2 separate regions of the Mus musculus genome follow, and region 2 is linked to region 1. A link is a contact called in public HiChIP or PLAC-seq data. All regions are on one chromosome and are shown on one strand. The core of a region is the stretch at or near the end of the contact, and the rest is flanking DNA. Distances in the headings are between cores, read along the strand shown.

Region 1 (6,619 bases), core at 2,774-5,273:
ATATATAGGCCATGCTGGCCTTGAACTCACAGAAATCCACTTGTCTTTGCCTCATGAAGGCTGGCCCACCACCATTCCTGATGAAAGCAGTTTGTTTTGGCTCAGTTCTAAAGGCTGGAGAGTCTAGGGTGAGATGGCCTCACACCCAGCTTCATCTATTGAAGTGACCTCACTCTACCTACCTAGTGCTGCAGCCCCTTTCATAGAATTCCTCATGTTGTGCTGACCACCAACCGTAAAATTGTTTTTGTTGCTACTTCATAACTGCAACTTTGCTACTGCTATGAATCATAATGTAAATATCTGATATGCAGATGGTCTTAGATGACCCCTCAAAAGGATCGTTAAACCCCTCGAAGGGGTCACAACCCATGGGTTGAGAGCCCATTGATCTATTATGGTGTCATGCTCTTTCAACTCACAGTGGGGAAACAGAGGGGCTAGTGAGCGCCATCAGAAGGAAAGTGTGCCATACAGCTTCTCTCTGAGACAAAAGCTCACTTTAAATAAACAGGCATTAATTCAGCCCTTCCAACAGTTGAATATGGTGACATAATCCTGTCATCCCAGCTACTGGAAAGGCTGAGTCAAGAAGACTTTGTTGAGTTCAAGACCTGCCCGAGTAATTTAAATAAACCCTGTCTCAAAACTAAAGAAGGGCTGGGGTGGCAGAAGTCAACATACGGGAAGCGCCGGGCTCCAACCCAGCTACCCACCATCTCACACTCAGAGGAAATGCCCCACAAAGACCCAGCGCTTCCACAGTAGCAGTCTTGAGAAGGGTTTGTTGAGGATGAACCCCATGGCAAATTGGCTGCCTCGCAGGTGTGTAATCCGTCCCTCGTAACTGGCAAGGGCACTTTCCTTGATACTGTGGGGCAGTGGCACAGTGGGGGACCAGAGCAAGTGGAAGCTTGGGAGTGGAAGTCAGAAGTACAGCCACTTGCTACAGACAAGTGTTCTGTTGCCCCGATGACACCTGGGTGCTGTTAGACTTGTACACCCTGAATCAGACCCTGCCCCTGAATGGCAGAGTCTCAAGTGACCTTACACCCAGAGAACTCAGAAACAGTGTGCAGGATGAGTCTTTCCGGAACTTGGGGGGATGGGCTTCAGGAAAGGAGGGCAGAGGGGGAGACTGAGTGGGAGAATCAAGTGTTAAGTGAGATTTTTGTTTCTAAAATGGTCAATACGGCTATGCTTACCAGCTCAGAACAGTGTTGTGCAACCCGGCAGTGTATTAGAGCTGTGAGGGATTTCCTGACACCCACCCTAGGAGAGTCTAATGAGGTGTTTCTGCACAGCCCAGGCGATTCCCCTGGGGCAGGGGGCAAGAAGAAGACACAGGGAAGCAGGTAGAATGGAAGAGAAGCCCTGGTAATGAGAAGAGATGGGCCCTCCCTGGAGACATAAGAGAGGTGGGGTGAAGACAGGGAGAACACACCACAGTGTGGGAGGCAAGGAGGAGAAATAGGAAGAGGGAAGCAGAGAGGAGTTGGGGTTTGGACGGCTGGGGCATCGAGGACATGGACTTTCAAAGTATACCAGAGACCTGTGATTTTCCTGTTTTTAAAAACTCGTATGGGGCAGCAAAAATGGTAGTTTCATAATTTCAATCAGACAATATCACTAGCCTGCTCAGAGATTGGAGCATCTTCTCTTTATACGCAGATTGGACCCAGGTGTGTATAATCTCCCCACATCATGCCTTTAATCCCAGCATAGTGGGCTGGAGAGAGGGCTCAGGGTTGAGAGCACTGGCTGCTCTCCCAGAGGATCTGGGTCCAATTCCCAGCACCTGCATAGCAGCTCACAACTGTCTGTCACTCCAGTTCATGGGGATTCTGACACCCTTAGACAAAGCACCCAAAGCACATATCAATCAATCAATCAATCAATCAATCAATCAATCTTTTTAAAACAATCCCAGCAAAGGGAAGCATATCTCTGTGAGGTCTGGGGCAGGTCTACATAGAGTGCAGGACATCGAGGGCTACATAGACTAACCCTTCCTCAAACAAAACAAAACAAAACAAAGCACACAGACATCTTCGAGACATGGCCTTGCTGACTTATTTCTCTGTGCTGACCTCCAGCAGCACACTAGGCTCTCTGGTGAGTTGTTTTTTCTTTTTTTTTTTCATAGAGCACAGCAACTGTGATCCTGCCCCAGGGCCTTTGCACTGGCCATGTCTATCTCTGGGCTGTTCTCCAAGTGATCGCTTGGTTTGTTCCTCACTTCATATGATCCTCCCCCAGAGGACTCTCCTTAGAGTGTACCCTCCTGGGGTACGGGACTATGTTCTGAGCCAAACTCCCCTATCTTTATCAGGTCAGCTGGGCCCCATTACAAAAGATCATCACAGCTGGGCTTGTTCACAGTTGACATTCTTTCAAAGAGGAGTGAGGCGGGCTCTGGGACCCTTACCTGAGCTGCCAGTCACTCTTCCCAACCCGTTGTATACAATTCTACCTTAATTGTGGCCTTGGAAAGGACTAGGGGAGGGGGTGCCATCTATTCAGTGGGGGTTGGGGGACATCATCCATGTTGGGCACAGACCTTTCAGAATGGCTGCTTTAAGGTCATCCATTCTCCTGTTCATAACTCCTCACCTTTTGCTCTCAAGTAAGTCTTATATTAGTGAGCATTGGTGTACCCAGGTTTGTCACTGGGACCTGGGGAGGAGGGGTGGATGTTATTTATATCTCTCCCTGAGAATGGATTTAGCTGCACCTGTCACTCAGTACAGTGTTCTAGGTCTGACCCAACCATCGCGTCTCATGTCTGCTTGCCTCTTTGCTCATGGTATATCTACCCTCTTCTACTGGAATGAAAACCCCACATGGGCAAGCATTGTCTTCTTCCTCATGGTGGAATGCCATCACCTAGAATAGGTGCAGAGTGAGGTCTTGGGAACATGAGTGGGTCTTTGATAACATGGACATTGCTTGATACAGATGAATAGGATGCTGAGGTGCTTGGGTATTTCTGTGAATGCCCAGGGAAGATGATGAACCAGGGAGGCTACAGGAAAAAGAGATGTTTGAGGACAGGTAAAGAGGTCCCGAGTAAGGGAGAGTGCAGGACAGTGGCAGAAGTACTGTGTGTGGCTGAGGTGGCTTCTGCATTAGATCACTCTTCTATGTGTGGCTGCAGGCAAGTTTGGCATCCTTTCTAACCCTTAATTACCCTACCAGTAAAATTAGTCTGACAGTCATCTGAAGCTGGGGGAGGGGTAGTGGCATGAATGAACTAATAGTTAAAAGAAGCTAATATGCATGCAGCCAGCAGAGCGGAGGTCACATTGCCACCAAAGCTGATGACCTGGGACCCACAGGGTGGAAGTAAAGAACTGACTCCCAAAGTTGTCTTCTGACCTTTACTTCTGTGCTGTGGGATGTTTGTGGGTGCACACGCACATGCTCACACAGACACACACACACAGACACACACTCCGTTTTTATTTTTAAGGTGCTAATTGCTACCATTCATTTAAGATTACAGGAAAGAGCGCACATGTCAACATGTATGAAGATGTATCTGTAATTGCAAATCTCAGTCCAAAGAATAGAGCTGAAAGGGTGGCTGCCTTGCCCAACCATCTCTGCTTTGCTAGTGCGCCAGTGTTTTCTCCTTTCCTGATGATTTTTTTTTATCAGAGCTAGCAGAGCTTCTGGCATACTAAATTCTTCATAATCGTGTGTTGATGTCCACCGTATTTCTTCCCAACTTATATGGGGTGCTGCTTAGGTATCATGCAGTCACGAAAATCCTCATGTGAGGTGGGTCTTTCTAGGGAAGAGTAGTTAACAGAACAGAATTCTGTGGTCTTCCAGTCATTTGGTCTTGTAAAAGTAACTCAATAAGACGGGGAACGTGTTTGTCCCACTAGAAATTCCCCAGAAGAGGATTCTACACTCAAGGACGGTCAGAGGCCAGAAGAAAAGGCGCGGAGGCGTCGGCTCCTTTAAGAGGCGAGGCCACCTCGTTCTCCGCGGCGCTGATTGGCAGAAGCGGCCGCAGACGCGGGACTTAGTTGCCTGGGAACGGCCTAGGGGGCCTGCGGCGGGCTGCACGCAGCTGCGAGGTGCTTGCTGGGGCGGCGCGGGGGTCTGCGGGAACGCGGCTCGGGCCCAGCAGTTCTCAGCAGAGCCGCCGGCGCCATTGCCTTCTCGCTCGGTGAGCGCCGCTCCGCTCGCCCAGCCGGGCCTCCGCCGGCCGCCGGCACCATGGGCCAATGCGGCATCACCTCCTCTAAGACCGTGCTGGTCTTCCTCAACCTCATCTTCTGGGTGAGCTGGCGGGGAGACCGGACAGGGGAGGCCTCTGTGCGGCGCGTGGGGACCAGGCGGGCGCGGGAGCCGGCCGAGGGGTCGCCCGGGCCCTGCGGCCTCGGAGCTCTTGGTGAGGTCCTTCCAGGGCCCAGCAGAGGCCAGGACGGTGCCGACCGGAGGTCCCGGGGGGCCTCCGGTCCGCTGGCACGGTGCCAGGGTTACGCGGGTCGCCGCGGCGTGAGCCTGCGGGTCGCTCTGTTCTCAGGGCTGAGTCTGTCGGGACGCCAGGCCCGAAATGGGATACTCCCCTGTGAGTCGGGTCCGCTGTCTTTGTCTGAGTCCTCGCAGAGCCAGCGGCTGTCCCCAGGTCATGTAGCAGCTACGTGGGGACGCCTGTCGAGTCCCGGGCCAGGAATTTCGGCTTAGAGCTCTTTGTATAGAGTTGGTTGGCTGGTAAGCAGCCCAGAAAACGGAAAGGATTCAGCGTGAAACAGCAGAGCATTTCTTTGATCAAGAAAATCGCTGTTGTGGGGATGGGTAGCCTGAGGTTATAAACCCTTTTAAATGTATCAGCTGCCAGGAGATTTTTAAAGCAACCAATTCACTTCTATAAAAGGTTGCTCTTTGGAGGGGCTCGGGAAACCTGGCCCCAGAGAAAGTGCTTATAACCGACCTGTCTTGAGTCAGGTCATTATCTCACCTGGGACTTTTTACTAACCTGTTGTTCTTTGGCCCTCTCCTCCGTCTTGAATCCTTCTGGACTTTGCACCAGGAAAAAAAACTATCAAAAATGTCGTCTATCACATCTTTTTTTGTTTCTTAAAAAAAAAAAAAAGAACAGCTTAATATTAGAACAGTTCAACCTTTTTACTTTGGTACTCTTACTTAAAGTCTGGTAGTGTACTGCAGTATGACCCACACACTACTGTTGGGTGTTTTCTGATAAATTATTAATTATGGGCACACTACTGGTGATTTGGGACCCAACTGACCCTCAGGTTCTCAGGCTGGGATCAAGTTTCCTTTTTCCCAGGTTTGTTATAAACATTTGCCATGGGCAGTTTTCCCTGTCCACAGTACTCAGGATAGTCTTTGAACAGTCCCACTGAGCATACTTTAGTATATCATCACCCACCCCCACCACTTCCCACTCAGCTCCTGTCTCGGAAAGTATGCACATCTATTCTGGAAAGACTTCCCATTCCTCTGGCCTCTAACAAAGAATGAAACCTTTCATGTCCCAATTGCTGGTAGCTTAAAAGGATGATCTGGATAACGAGGCACTTGTGATTATTTGTGCAGGAGACTTGTGATTGGCCTCAGACAGAGCTGTTTGAAATCACCTGTGTGACATTGGGATTCCTGAAATTTCATTTCCCATTTAGAACAGATGTTCCTCATACTTTAAATTACATGCCTGTTTAAAAGGAAAAGTACAATTTCAGAGATCCCAAGTGAAAAACATTTAGTAGCTAATGAGACCCTTAAGAGACAGATACTTTATTTATTTATTTATTTATTTAGGGACAGGGTCTTTCTATGTGGTGCTAGCTGCCCTAGAACTCACTCTGTAGACCAGACTGGTGTTCAACTCAGAGATCCATCTGCCTCCGCCTCTGCCTCTACTTGTGTGTGCCACCATGTCTGGCTTGAGGTAGATAATTTGTATCCATAATAGTTCCTTGTGGAGTTATGGCATTAACTATTTGGTTTTGAAGAATGTTTTTTAGGTGAACTCTAGGCCATTCACACTGAAAGCCTATCTGTGTTAATCTGAGAAAATCCTGGAAATACAGGAGTGGTTTTCTTTAAATAATCAAAAGATTATTATATAATGTATATATGTGTGTGTGTGTATATGTATATATGTGTGTGTGTATATATATATAATGTATATATATCAGTTAATTCTTAATTCTGAAAGATTGCTTCTGAATCTTTGGAAAATGTATAAATATATTCACTCTAGTGAAAGTTATGTTGTGAACTTCTTAGTTCTTGCTGAGGCCAACATTGTATTGTTCATATAGTATACCTTTTATTTGAGTTAGTAATAGTAAAACTTTTGTGAGTGTTGAGAAGGAAGTTAAGCAGAAAATGGGGGAAAATACAATACAGTATAAACAGAGACAGCAGTATTTTAGTGTCAGGGCCAGTGTTCAAACCCAGGTTGTCCCATTGCTAGAGCCTGTGGTGTTAGAGGAACTTGTGCCTTCACGAGACTTGGAAAGGGCATGAGACTTGGGGATGACAGTTGTTAGGCCACAGTAGAGGCTCTTTTCTCTAAAATGTACTACGTTCACAATAATGTTTAGAAATTGTACCCACACTTAAACTAGTTAGC
Region 2 (6,479 bases), core at 2,360-4,859, 660 kb before region 1:
ACAAAATGAACACCTCCGAATCAGGTCTTAACCCCAAATCTAGCCTCTTGGAACTGTTTGTGTCTCTGCCTTTGTGCTTCTCCTTCATCACACCCCAGCCTGCCTATCAGAGGCAACTGGGACACTAAATTTTGTGGCTATTACTCTCCAGCGTTTTAAAACATATTTTTATCACTGTTGAAGTCAGAATAAACTAGGTAGTGCATAATAACCACAACAAGGAGAACTCTTCAGTCTCAGTGGCTTAACCTTACAAAGATTTACGTCTCTGCTGGGACAGCTTGGCAGAGGACTCCGTCCACTGTAGAGACCAGGGATCTGGGCATGTGGTACGGCCATGGCCTTGTGACTGTTTCTGATGAAGGTCCTAGGTTTTGATTTGGGTTCAGGGTTGTGGGGAGAAAGAAGAACTAACCTCAAGCTACAACGTGACTTTGAGTACTTTGACTGACATTTCTTTCTCCAGATCGTCCCAAGGCCACCCCTAGAAGTGTAGTTGAACCAGGAAAACATCTCCCGGTCCATCTTTAGATTGATTGGAGATGTTTTGTGAACACTATAAGAAAAAGGCATTGTGTGATATGTAGTCTTTGGAGTGTTCTGCTTTTTCTCTTATTATTATATGCTGAGCACCCATGTTGCTATGGGATATAGCCATGGTTTTAAAGATTTTGTTGAAGTACAGTTTCCCACAGAATGACTCTACCCCCATATATGCATTTTTTTTTTTAAAGTACATTTGGATTGTTCTGGGTGGTTTTTTTTTTTTTTTTTTCTTTTTTCTCTTTCCTTTATTCTAAATGGATCCGGCTGTTGTGAATCTCTTTTTTGGAAACTTCACTTTGATTTCATCATTCAAACTGTGGGTTTGGAGCTACTCAGAGCTTTCTGAGAGTTTGGCACAGCTCCTGCCTCAGGATTCAGGCCGCTTACCCAGGCAGCCCAGCCTCTTAGCAGCGGAGGCCATTTCACAAACCCACTACTCCCCCCAGCCAGCCAGCTAATGAGCAAAGACAGGACAGCACTCCTGCGAGCTGCCGCTGCTTCTTGAACCTCTTGTCTTTCAACAGGAAGCAGGGCCATTGTGCCGTGGAGGACAGCACATCACGCATCAGGCTTTGGGGATGAAACATACATTGTGCCGCGTACTGCAGATAGGAAGAATAATGCATTCATTTGCAGAGCACACGTTCATTTAGTTCCTTTTATGTGCCCAGCTCTGTTAGACTCTGACCACAAAGAGACATTACCTGCCCTTGAGAAGTTCACAGTCTAGTTAGGGACATGGCACATTAGTAGACATGTCATGGTGCTGGCTAATACTTGAGATGATTGAGTGCGTAAACGTCATAGTGATTTTGGAAATACAGATGGGTTTCGTCGTAGAGACATCCAGGTCCCCCTCTTCCCTCCCTTTCTCCTTCCTTCCCTCCCTCCATCCTTTTTCTCTCCTGGATGTGATTTTACTTATATGGATTCAACATCCTCTGCACTGGAAAATAACACAAGTTTAGACCTTGATTGGTGGATTTTCATTTTTACAGCTTGTAAAGTTGCTAAGCTAATACCTATGCCTTAACTTCTAGTTGAGTAATTTTAAAATGTCCTTAGAGAGATGAAGTGGTTACAGCTATCCCAATGTCTGTGATTTCTTCCAATTTCTTTTTAAAAAATACTTATTTATTTTATGTATATGAATACACTGTAGCTGTCTTCAGACACACCAGAAGAGGGCATCAGATCTCATTACAGATGGTTGTGAGTCTCCATGTGGATGCTGGGAATTGAATTCAGGACCTCTGGAAGAGCAGTCAGTGCTCTTAACCACTGAGCCATCTCTCCAGCCCTTCTTCCAACTTATCTGCCCCATCCACTACCCTTTCTCTCCATGGTTGCTCATGGACCAGACTATCACTGTAGTCTCTTGGAGGTTAACATGAAGCTTGACCCTAATGTTAGAGCCAGGCCCCTCCTGCTTTGAAGGCCTGGCTTGCCTTCAGATCTAAACTGCAGGGGAAATCACCCAAATTCTATTTCTGTTCAGCAATGCACTTGTTGTTGCTATTTTAATTAAGAATATAAGTATTCCTGTAGGCCGGGGATGACTGGGGGACCTGTTTTGTGATGACTTAGCCTGCCCTGTCTGGCCTCACTTCCACAGACGTATTGTCTGTAGCCACAAGTTGAGTAATTTGCTGCAGGCAGCTCAGGAGATGTGGATGGCCGGAGGAAGGTGGCTCTAACTCTTGTGTTGGAACATGGTTGAGTGGTACCACGGAGAGGCTAGGGTCTTGGTGCAGGCTTACCTCAGCAGAATCTTGAAGAATCAGAGGTGTCAGACAGGACATGGTGCTGTTGAGGCCAAGAGTCTTCTGCAGTGGCCATGACAAGGGTCAGTGCAGAGGACGAGATGTGGTGGTAGGGACATTACTCACGTGTCTTCGTCTTCTCATATCCTACAGACATGGCTTCCTGAAACCAGGGAATGATGGTCAGGGCTTTGGGTGGCAGGTAACAGGTTTTTGAAGAAATCACATACATGCCCATATATGCATGTATATTTGATACTTATGTATGCATGTATCTGTACCTACTGGTTATCCATTCTAAATTATACAATCTGGTGGCATGAAGGACACGAGGCTGCCCTTAAAGACTTACAGTTTAGTGTAGGACCCAGCACATTCTGAGCTAATTTATGGTACGGTTCAACACATAAGCTGTGCAGGTAACATTCTTCCCCATACCTGAAATGTTCTCATCATTCCGAACAGAAAAGCTGCACTCATTAAACAGTGAGATCCCAGCTCCTTCCTCCAGCCCCTGGACACCTCTCTTCTGCTTTTTGTGAAATTTTCTATTGTAGTGATTATGCAACATGTATTTGCGTGTGTGTGTGTCTGATTTATTTCATTTGGTATAATGATTTTGAGTTTCATCTATATTACATGAATCAGAATGTCCTCGCTGTACAGAGATGAATAACATTATCGATAGAATTTTTACTTTTTTTCTGGAAGCACTGGGTTGCTGGGCAGAGTTTTCTATGGGGAACCACAGAGGGGCACCTGCTGCATAGGATGCCCTCTGTCTCTTCACGGGGGCATGGGGACAAGGTGGATCCCTCAAGAGTTGTGGAAAGGATGTTATCATACCTGGCGCTGTCTCTCCTCATCTTCCCCGCCTCCTTTGAAGCCACTCAGGTAATTTCTGTGTTCTGTGTGTCTGCCACTGAACACCAAGCCTGCTGTTTCTTGGGCCTTTGGCTAGTATGGACTATATGTGAGCCTTCTGGGATTGCAGGCTCTTTTTGTCTCTCCTCTGCACCAGCCCCCTGAGGGTGGGTGGTGGCTGAGGCCTCAGAGGATGCTGGACTGGGGGAAAAAGGAGATCAGGTTTCTCCCGCCCCTGCTGCTGCCTGCCAGGCTGCCTCACCCCTTTGGCCCCCCTGGCAAGTTTCATCTATGAAGCTGGGGTTGAAGGAGACAGAACAAGCCCCAGGGGTGCCAATAACAGGGTTATAATCCAGCGGGATGAGACTGAGCTCTCTGGAGCCTCATAGCGTTTTTCCAGGCCCGGCCACTTTATTACCGTAGTGCTGAGTGATGGGGCTCAGGGGAGCTGTGGCTCCAGAAGCCGCACCCGCCACGCTCGCGGCTCCCGATTGATCAAGCTGCAATTGGGCAGAGCGAATTCATGCAGCTTCCTGCCATCCTCTGTTCTGTTCCCGGCTCCTCTCCCCTCCTCCTCAGGCTTCCCCTTTGGGCAGCGGGGATTTGGTCCCCATGGCTCTAGGGTGTGTATGCGTGCGTGTGCGCGGTGCACAGCCTGGGACCTCGGGCAGCAGGCTGGTCCTTTCTAAGCCTCCACTGGCTTTTCAGAGCAGATGGGTGTTGGACTAGTCGTATTCTGTCGCTTTGACTGCTTTACGGATTTTTTGGGTTAAGATAGGGTTTTACACATCAGGGTGCCTTTGAACTACGTGTGTAGCCAACAATGACCTTGTGTCATCTCCTGAATGTTTGCCTTCACTTACCAAGTGACATAAGACAACACACACACACACACACACACACACACACACACACACACACACACACACACAGAGAGAGAGAGAGAGAGAGAGAGAGAGAGAGAGAGAGAGAGAGAGAGACGCCTGCTTCAGAGTCAATTGCACTTTGCAGAATTTGGGTGAACAGAGGCTACGGTAACATGCAAATCTCCACCAGAGGGCACCCCCTTTTCCTTTCTGGAGAAAGATTTGTCCCGGGCCTGGTGAGTAAGGGACCTACTCCCTCTAAAGCTGTGCTTCTGGGGAAATCAAATGCCAAAAAGTGGCTCAGTAAAAGGGTTCAGCCCACCCAGTGACAGATGGGATAGTGCAGGCCTGTAGAGAACCCAGAGCCATATCTAGCTTTGCTCTAAGGAACTCACAGAAAGCTGTCAGGAGTCTGTGTGCTCTGCAAGCTCCCTGGGGGAAGGACATTTCACAGATGAGGAAGTTTACCAGGCTAGGGGGTTTTATAGGCTCAATATTGGTCCAAGTCACTCTCAAGAGCAGTTGTCAATGATTTACTTTCTTCCCAAGCAGATGAAAATACTAACTAAAGGACACAAGGCCTGGCATTAAGCAGCCACAAAGATAAACAGTGATTTCCTTAACAAGACCCACTCCCGCACCCCATATACCATCGTGAATACTTTCTGTCTGGTCCTATAAGAAAGCCCTCCTGCTGTCTACCTCATACAGCAGGTGTGATGAAGCAGGCTCTGGCAGTCCCTGCTCCTACTTCTCAGGGTAGGTAGGGGCTAGGCACTGTTCCCTGGGGCCCTGTGAGTTGTATGCATAAGCTTGGTCTGAATTGTCTGAGCCAGGAGACTTCAAGGCAAGATCCTTAGCAGTTCTCCCAGGAGAGGTGGGGAGATGTAGGGAATGATGGAGTGAGGGGAAGAGGGGGAGGCAAGAGCCTGCACATCGCTGACCCTCAGAGATGGCCCTGTCCTCTTCCCACGGCATTGATGGGTGAGAGGATCACCCTGAGATGAAAGTCTTAAAAGTCATTTGACACAGATTGCTTCTCCCACGCAGTGTTCAGACATTCATGTGGGGCTGACAAGATGGCCCAGTTGGTAAAGGAAGCAGCTCTCAAGTCTGACAGCCTAAAGTTGATCCTTGGAAACCACGTGTCGGAAGAAGAGAAGTGGCTTGCTTGGGTTGTCTCTGATCTCTATGTGTGCACACAGCACCCACCCCTGCCCTCTCCTTTTCCCCCTCTCTACCATCCAAATAAGTAAATACACATAAAAAAATATCATGCCTACATTTAAACCAGGCAGAGCGAGTGGTACATTCCAGAACTTAGAAGGTAGAGAGAGATAGGAGAATCCGCAGCTAAAGGCTAGCCTTGGCTACACAACGAGTTTGAAGGAACCTCAGCTATATGACCCCTTGTCCTAAAAGAATCAACCAGTCAACCGTCAGTCAGAACTTATCACCAGACCTCCCAAGGAAAGATCAGACTGCTCAAACAAATAATCACTTTTCAGATAGACAAGGTCAAAATGAAAAATTTATAGTGTACAAAGAAATAGCTTCTGCATGGCTGATGTGAGAAGCATAATCGGCCAACGCCTGCACCTCAGGTGTGTGTTTTCTGCTTCTTACTAATAACATATTGGATGTTTTCTTTCTTCTTGGTAACTTGGGCCTGATACTTTGTTCTTTAATTGTAGTGTGCGTGTGCGTGTGCGTGTGGTGCGTGTGTGTGTGTGTGTGTGTGTGTGTGTGAGTGTGCCACAGGACTTCTATGGAGGTCAGAGATAGCAGAGGGAGTTTCTTCTTTTCCTTCCGCTGTGTAGGTCCTGGGAGTCGAGCTCAGTTTGTCGGGCTCACTGGCTTTATTTTGTTCTCTTCCTCCCTTTTTCAGTTAGATAAGTACTTTCCCTGTGCTTCTTTCTGTACTCTACAAACCCACTCATTTCCAGATTGCTTTAGTTGTGCGTCGAATGCTGCATATTATATTCATAATCTTTTGTGGTTACTATATCTTTTTTTTGCCAAAAATTTTATTGTTGTGAAATAAACCTAATATAAAATTTATCCTTTGACTCCTTTTAGATGCACAGCTCAGTGGCATGTACGCTCGATGCTCCGAGCTACTGCTACTGTCTGTTCCATGTTTCTTCCTCTTGTAAAAAACACAACTTTTTCCACTAAGCAGTGACTCTCCATTTCTCGTCTCTCTTTGATCTCGGCAATCACCGTTCTATGTACTTTAGGGAGAATTATTTTTTTAAGTTTCATTTATTGGTGTGTGTGTGTGTGTGGGGGGTTTCATGGTGCACATGTGTGTTCCTGGGCTTGTACTCGGGTTGCCAAAGTTACAAAGCAAATAGTGTTGCCTGATGCTGATCTTACAGGGCCCTACTCACTGTCTTCAAGTACTTCACACAGAAGCAGAATCTTAGCATGTTGATCT

What was found. HiChIP or PLAC-seq counts read pairs in DNA pulled down with a chosen protein or histone mark.
Region 2: an H3K4me3 HiChIP or PLAC-seq map of forebrain shows a contact between it and region 1, with 5 times the contacts expected there. The contact joins the enhancer-like site here to the promoter of Tspan3 in region 1. A contact is called at or near these places in 9 of 39 promoter capture datasets (the 3T3-L1 cell line, the C10 cell line, cranial neural crest and 5 more), 3 of 115 datasets of contacts at active chromatin or transcription factors (astrocytes, embryonic stem cells and forebrain) and 1 of 9 other capture datasets (embryonic stem cells).

What each region holds. Positions count from the first base shown.
Region 1 is chr9:56,158,474-56,165,092 of GRCm38.p6, reverse strand. It overlaps Tspan3 (tetraspanin 3), which reads left to right and starts at 4,023. Exons shown (of 7, transcript NM_019793.3): 1 at 4,023-4,293. The coding sequence starts at 4,231.
Region 2 is chr9:56,822,876-56,829,354 of GRCm38.p6, reverse strand. No RefSeq gene overlaps it. Among named protein-coding and RNA genes, the nearest start is that of Odf3l1, 28 kb to the left of the region's middle. Within about 2 kb of position 3,609, at least 37 of the 459 cell types and tissues checked have an H3K27ac peak or open chromatin away from gene starts, as enhancers often do. A contact at or near this core is called in forebrain and hippocampal neurons, where this site is marked.